Linked DNA regions of Pan troglodytes: region 2 is linked to region 1. Evidence: chromatin contacts called from public Hi-C data. All regions are on one chromosome and are shown on one strand. Each heading gives the region's core, a stretch centred on a gene start, on an enhancer-like site or on the middle of the called end of the contact. The rest is flanking DNA. Distances are from core to core; before and after follow the strand shown.

Region 1 (3,428 bases), core at 240-2,739:
ACATACAAATTTGTCATTTCCTGCACATGCACACCATTGTTAAAAAAAAAAAAAAGCCAGTAATAGTGTCTGGATCGGTCAGGAGCACGGCCTCCGAGTCCCCTGTAATTTAGTTAAGCTAAATTAATACCTCATACCAAATGGCTCCAGGAAAACTGTCCTGCAGGTCAGAAGGGAGCCCAAGAAGAAAAGCACTTGGCCAACATCGAAGCAACTCTGACCGCAGCAGGAGAGAACTTGAACCAATGCTACCACTGCATCAGAAACACAAGGATAGGTACTAGGCAGAAGCCATCCTTCCCAGCGGAGGGAGTGTGAGCTGCTCTGCCACTAGAGAGGCTCTGGAGGCCTACTTAGTTGCATAATCAAAACAACATCAGTAACTGCACTTTGAATCAACACGAGCAGAAAGAGTTCAACACTTGCTGTTCATAACTGGACTGAAGATTTAACGTAAGGCTCTGTTGCCGTGCAAGTGGAATCTCTTCCTCTAAGACTGACTTTCACATGCCAGGGAGAGAAAGATCCATGACTAGTACACTGGAATCTGGTTTTGCTACATTCTATTCACAATCCCAAAGAAATGCTATTATTTCAATGCAAGACCAGATGTTTGGCCCATTATTCCAGCAACTCCCTTTGACAGGACGATTTACCCTGCTACAAAGAAGCACAAGATGTGGTGTTGCTTAAAAAGTCCTGTATGTGAGGAACTCTTTCATTTTCTTGGGGATTGGCAGTGCTAGGACTTGGTAAGTTGTTAGGAAACTTCGAAGGGCTTTCCGGCATAAGTGCTTCAGTGAGGACAGGACCCTAGGAGCTGTCCAGAACTGGACGTGGCCATCTCTTGTCCTGAAATGAAACAGAAACCGATGCTAAGACAGAGCTTGGATGTTCATGTTTTCATGAGGATGAATACTCATGTTTCTGTTTTGACTGCAAAGAGCAGGAGACTTCGGAGAGTGAAATGTAACCCTGACTGTGGAAATGGATGTAAAAGTTGTGGTGCTGAATAATTAAAGCTGCTGATAGGATTAGAAAAACTCAAGACACCTGTGATACCAAAGCGCTCTCTCTTGGCACAGCCCTTTCTAAATCTGACCACAGTTAGTTCAAAAGTATAAGGGGGAAGAGTGCCACCTACTGAATTATAGATGTTACCTGTAAAGTGGTCTTTTAGCCCTAAATCGTTTCCCATATATTATGCATCATCTCAATTTTATTCTCCCTTGTGAACTTGGCCCATTAGGTGGCATGACTTACAGATCTTTAATTACATTTAGGTTAAATATTCAGAGAAAATGGGACACCGTTATTAGCAAAATCGATCATTTGAGTTTTATATAATCTTGAATTGCCTTAAAGGTTTCCTCATAGGCAAGAAAATTCTAGATGGTTTCTTTCCTTAAAAAGCTCCATGGTATACTCAGCAGAAAGCACCACCCATCTGTTCAGCTAATACATACCCTGTGGCAATGACTCCACCATGTGGAAAAAATGTGCAGCAAAGCCCATTGGTCATAGGAGCAAATGCAATGGGAGTTTTCAGTTCCAGGGCCCAGATCCTGAGGAGTCTGGATGGGGAGAGAGAACATCTGGATATTAGCTGACCCAGGGCCAGACCAAGAGGGCCTTGCTGCCATTACTTGCAAGCACTTGTTCTGAGGCCATGTAAAGAGAGTTCTCTTCGTTACCTGTCATCTGCCACCGTGGCAAGGTACAAGCCTTCCGGAGAGAAGCACACAGATCTCAGTGAGCTAATGTGGACGTCACTGTCATCCATGGCGGGGTCAACCTGGGTGTGGCTGGGAAAGAAACAGGATGGCAGGCCTGGAGTGATGGCTGCTCTCCACCCTCCATCATCACCCTAGGCAGGAAGCCAAACTGCCCTGGCTACAAAAGGGCTCGAGATGCATTGTGTGCCCCTCGTGGAAAAGCTTGGGATTTGCACACTGGGAAAAAAAAGGGTATCTCAGAAGGCTCCAGGTGTCCTGTGGATGAAGGGTTACTAACACTTCCTTGTGCTAATTTGCTTATGCAAAGTAGGTCAGCCCTCACTTTAATGCCACAGTAGAAACTGCAAGTCTTTTTTAGGCTAAGATACATGATAATTATAGGACTGCCTATTATTTGCTTCATAAAACAACAGACACAAAAGGAAAAAGGAGACCAAGTTTGTGAGAACATGAAACTCATTTTGGAAAGCACAGTTTCGATAAGAGGCTCTTTCTGAACTTGTTACTACAGTTATTAGTAAATGGAAATAAAGAGTCATATTGAGGCTTCATAATGCTGATTCCGAAGAAGTACACACAGCCACCTGAATCGGGAGACTGGAAGACACTCAAAGCTACTTGAGAGGGCTTAATTGACAAGGCATCACTAAGAAGCAATGAACCAGGCCAGGCGCAGTGGCTCATGCCTATAATAGCAGTTTGGGAGACTGAGGCGGTGGATCACCTGAGGTCAGGAGTTTGAGACTAGCCTGGCCAACATGGTGAAATCCCATCTCTACTAAAAATACAAAAATTAGCCAGGCCTGGTGGCGCACGCTTGTAGTCCTAGCTACTCGGGAGGCTCAGGCAGCAGAATCGCTTGAACCCGGGAGGTGGAGGTTGCAGTGATCCAAGATTGCGCCACTGCACTCCAGCCTGGGTGACAGAGCGAGACTCTGTCTCAAAAGAAAAAGAGACCCACTGTGCCTTTTTATCCAGCTTGTCCCCTCCCATGTCCCAGATTCTAAAAGAGACATGTCTAATCCCAGGCAGGTTCCTCATCAGTCCCCCCACAAAAAAGTCATAGCAGGGATTCAGTCCTTACTGGAGTGACCTCAGCCTTTCGCCGGTGTAGGGGTCCCACATAATCACATTGGTATCGTAAGAAGCCGTGACAAGCAGGGCAGAGTCGGGGGAGAAGTCACAAGAGACAACACTGCTTTGATGGCCCTCTAGCTTCCGAATTAACGTGTAGGACCTCATGCTCCATAGAAAGACCTGTGGAAAGTAAGAAGTGCCTGGTTAGGGCAGAAGCAAAGTGCTTAGGACTCAAACGGAGGGAGGGAAAGGTACCACCACCAAATCTGCAGGCCCTGCAGCCAGGGCTGATTCTCTATCCCTTTTCTACAGCTCTTCCAGAATGTGTAGTGTAGGTTTAAATAAGGTAACTGGTCTGGATTCTTGAGGATTTAAAACAATGGGCATGCTCAAGGAGCTCACTATAAGAGAGAATAAACCAGATCAGCCTTAGGAAGACCCCTGCTGAAACGCATGTGCAGAGACTTCTGAGTCTGCTTCTGAGTCCTGTTTGCCAATAGGGTAGTAGTATGTGCTGATGAAGACCTGAGCCAAGTGCTATCTTATTCCACTTAAAAATAAAGGTCAGCGGCCAGGCACGATGGCTTATGCCTGTAATCTCAGCACTTTGGGTGG
Region 2 (3,198 bases), core at 606-3,105, 340 kb after region 1:
TCGCTTTCAAGACATCCACATCAGACTCTAAGGAACGAATGCGAAGCCAGCGGGCCAGTGAGAAGAGGTCAGGCCGCGCAGGTCTCTTGATCATTCCAAGATCTTTGTCCTGCAGCCAGCCCCACCAGCCCCTCCAGCTCCTCCAGCCCATGCGTTTCACTTCGGAGATGTTTCATTACATAATCCGGCTCCGGAGTCCCCCCGGAGTCCTGGGGGCTCACACTCCACCCTCAGGGAGGTCGCTGATGCCAGACCCTGGGAGCACCTCCCCGCTCCACTCGTCTGCGCTGCAGCCGGTTCCTATTTGCCCGACGCCGCGACTGCGACCCAGGCTCCCCGCCGCAGCCGTTCTTGGGGGGGCTCCCGCAACTCAGCGGGCGCGACCCCCCGCCCGCTCCCTCGCTGCTCACGCCGGGCCCCCGCTATGTGACTGGGGGCTCGACCCGCACCCATGAAGCACCGCTCCTCCCTCAGGGTCCGCGCCTGCACCCGACGCTCAAAGCCCCTCTCGGAGTCCCACGCTCGCATGCGCTGTCCCGAGCCCTCTGGGGGTCCCCTCCCCTCACCCCGCTGTCCTGGCCCCTCTCGGGGTCACCCTGCTCCCACCCGCTGTCCCGGCCTCTCTCTAGGTGTCCTGCTCTCAGCTCCGCTGTCTCAGCCCAGCCCCCTTCCGGGACCCCTCCTCTTCTCCCACTGTCTTGGCCCTTCCTGGGGTCTTCTCACACTCTGTTCTAAGCCCTCTGGGGATCCCCTGTCTTCACATCCCCTGACCGGTCCCCTCTCTTTACTCTGTCCTGGATCCTCTCTGGGTCCCCTCCCCTCACCTCGGGGTCTCCTCTCCCCGGGTGCTGTCCCAGCCCCTCTCGGGGTCCCCATCTCTCAGACTCTCAGTGCCGGCCCCTCTCGGGGACCCTTCCCCTCTCCCCGCTGTCCCTGATCTTTTCTGGGACCTGGTCCTTCAGGGGACCCCCTCCCCTCATCCCCCTATCCTAGTGCCTCATGAGGCACCCACCCCTCACCCCACTACCCCAGCCCCTCTCCGGGTCCCTTCCTCTCACGCGCACTGTCCCGGCCCCTCTTGGAGACCCCTCCCCTCAGACTTTCAGTCTTGGACCCTCTCGGAGTCCTCTCCACTCAGAGCCACTGCCTCGGTCCCTCTCGGAGTCCCCTCTCCTCACCCGCTGTCCCAGTCCCTCCCGGGGTCTCCTCTCCACAGTCTGCACTGTCGAGCCCGCTCCTGCAACTCCCCTCACTCTGCCTGGGGTCCCGCCGCCTCGGCTCCCACTGTCATGCCCCGCGCCCCGGTGCTCTCACCTCAGACCTGCTGTCACCACCCCCGGGCCCGGCGCCGCCGCCGCCGCTTCCTCTCCCACACTTGTTCCTGAGTCGCTCTCCTGTGGCTTGTTCCCCGGCGGATCCTTGGGTCCGGTCGCTGAGTGCCGGATCCGGCTGTGCGCAGCCTCTGCTCGCGGTCTCGGCGTTGCGTCCCACTCTCCACGCAGGACCCCGCCGCCCGGCGCCACAAGGACCCTCCCGCGGCCGCCGCCGCTGCTGCTGTCCGAGGTGCGGCTCCTGCCAGGGGTGGCCAATCGCACCGGACTGCGCCGAGCACGCCCCGCCCCACCGTCTCAGTCCGCCCGCCCCCTGCCCCGGACCACGCCCCAAGCTCGGCTCCAATAGGCTCTCTACTGACCTTCCCTGATCGCGGGGCACAGGGCCGGGGCCGTATATAGGTATTTGATTGATGGAGCCTGGGAAGCCGAGCGGTCGATGGAACCCGAGGATTGGCGGAGTTGTCGATGGGCGGGACAGGGCAGGGCGGGGTCTCCTCAGACGCGGAAGACCTTGCAACTTTAGTAACCTACGGGCCCGCCTGGGGTGCGGTCAGTTTTGTTTGTGCTGCTCTCCGGTCAAAGTTCATGGCGCTTCTCCCCACGCCTTTACTTTTCTTGGGAGATTCCCAGGGACCACCATGTTAGAGCCTTTGGGGAGGACCCCAGTCTCTCGCTAGACCTTGCACAGCTTTCTTAGTAATTCTGCCATGAACTAATATAGCATTTATTTGCCCAGGATTTGTAAAAATTTCCTGGATTTAAACCATTTCTTTTTAAAATCTCTTGCAAGGGAGTTGCTTCTCCTTGAATTGAGTTCAGCAGCCGTCAGTTTGATACCGTTGGGGGAAAAAAAATCTATATACAGTACTAGGTGCATACTTTGCCCAACTAAGCGTTCAATGCGGGGCACATTTTGATAGGTGCAAGGGCAAAGCTTTAGAAATTTTCAGTTTGTAAGTTTTTATGACAGTAGGAAGACTGTGGTAGGGGAACCTACCTACCTTGTTAGCTTAACAAGGTTTCAGCAAACCTATTCAATATAACCTTTTTCCAGGGCCACAGGTTTTAATGATTCTATGTGAACGTGTGGCCAAAGGATAACGAGCTTTGACCCAAGTTTAACATGTGATAATCAGAGACTCCTCTTGATCCACGCTAAAGGATAGTGCCTGCCAGGGGTGAAAGTGCATCCTGCTACTAAGACCCATTTGTGTTATTTTTGAGAAACTGGATATGCTGATCAAATCAACACCGGAAACAAAACTGCTTTCCTTACTCTTAACCCCAAAAGTAAGTTTATGGACTTTAGAATTTAGCATTTTATGAAGAAATTGTTTCGTTTCAGGAACACATTTTGATCCTAAGTTTTGTCAGATGTATACAGGCCTTAGTTCTCAGAGAACCCTCGATTGTTAACTTTTTAACTCCAGCTGACAAAATGTGTTTGTGTTCTAAACAGTATACATGTTTCTTCTAGTGTTTTAAGAATCATACGCCATTCATCACCTGAGGTCAAGGGTTCCAGACCTGCCTGGCCAACATGGTGAAATCCCGTCTGTACGAAAAATACAAAAATTAGCCGGGCATGGTGGCACCCACCTGTAATCCCAGCTACTCGAAAGGCTGAGGCAGGAGAATCGCTTGAACCCGGAGGCGGAGGTTGCAGTGAGTCGAGATTGCATCACTTCACTCCAGTCTGGGTGAAAGAGCAAAACTCTGTCTCAAAAAAAGAAAAAAAGAAAAAGAAAAAAAAAAGAATCACACTCCATTCCAATAGTGATGTGCCCCTTTAAAGTTTCAGTTTGGGTGTTAGGGTAGGCAGAGAAGGCCTGGAAGCAAAGAAGTTGTGGAAATGGGGCTGGCA

Evidence for each region. Hi-C and Micro-C count contacts between places; a contact is called where the count stands out from the background.
Region 2: a Hi-C map of stem cell-derived neural progenitor cells shows a contact between it and region 1, with 2.3 times the contacts expected there. The contact joins the promoter of SUDS3 here to the enhancer-like site in region 1.

Annotation. Positions count from the first base shown.
Region 1 is chr10:124,837,277-124,840,704 of NHGRI_mPanTro3-v2.0_pri, forward strand. WSB2 (WD repeat and SOCS box containing 2) reads right to left here. Exons shown (of 9, transcript XM_016924334.4): 6 at 2,821-2,993; 7 at 1,695-1,805; 8 at 1,467-1,574; 9 at 1-852. The coding sequence ends at 690. Among named protein-coding and RNA genes, the nearest start is that of RFC5, 19 kb to the left of the region's middle. Within about 2 kb of position 1,490, at least 9 of the 24 cell types and tissues checked have an H3K27ac peak or open chromatin away from gene starts, as enhancers often do. A contact at or near this core is called in stem cell-derived neural progenitor cells, where this site is marked.
Region 2 is chr10:125,176,146-125,179,343 of NHGRI_mPanTro3-v2.0_pri, forward strand. SUDS3 (SDS3 homolog, SIN3A corepressor complex component) reads left to right here and starts at 1,856. Exons shown (of 13, transcript XM_063785066.1): 1 at 1,856-2,624. It overlaps TAOK3 (TAO kinase 3), which reads right to left and starts at 1,630. Exons shown (of 21, transcript XM_016924344.4): 1 at 1,315-1,630. LOC134807409 (a long non-coding RNA gene) reads right to left here. Exons shown (of 3, transcript XR_010147798.1): 3 at 2,934-3,050.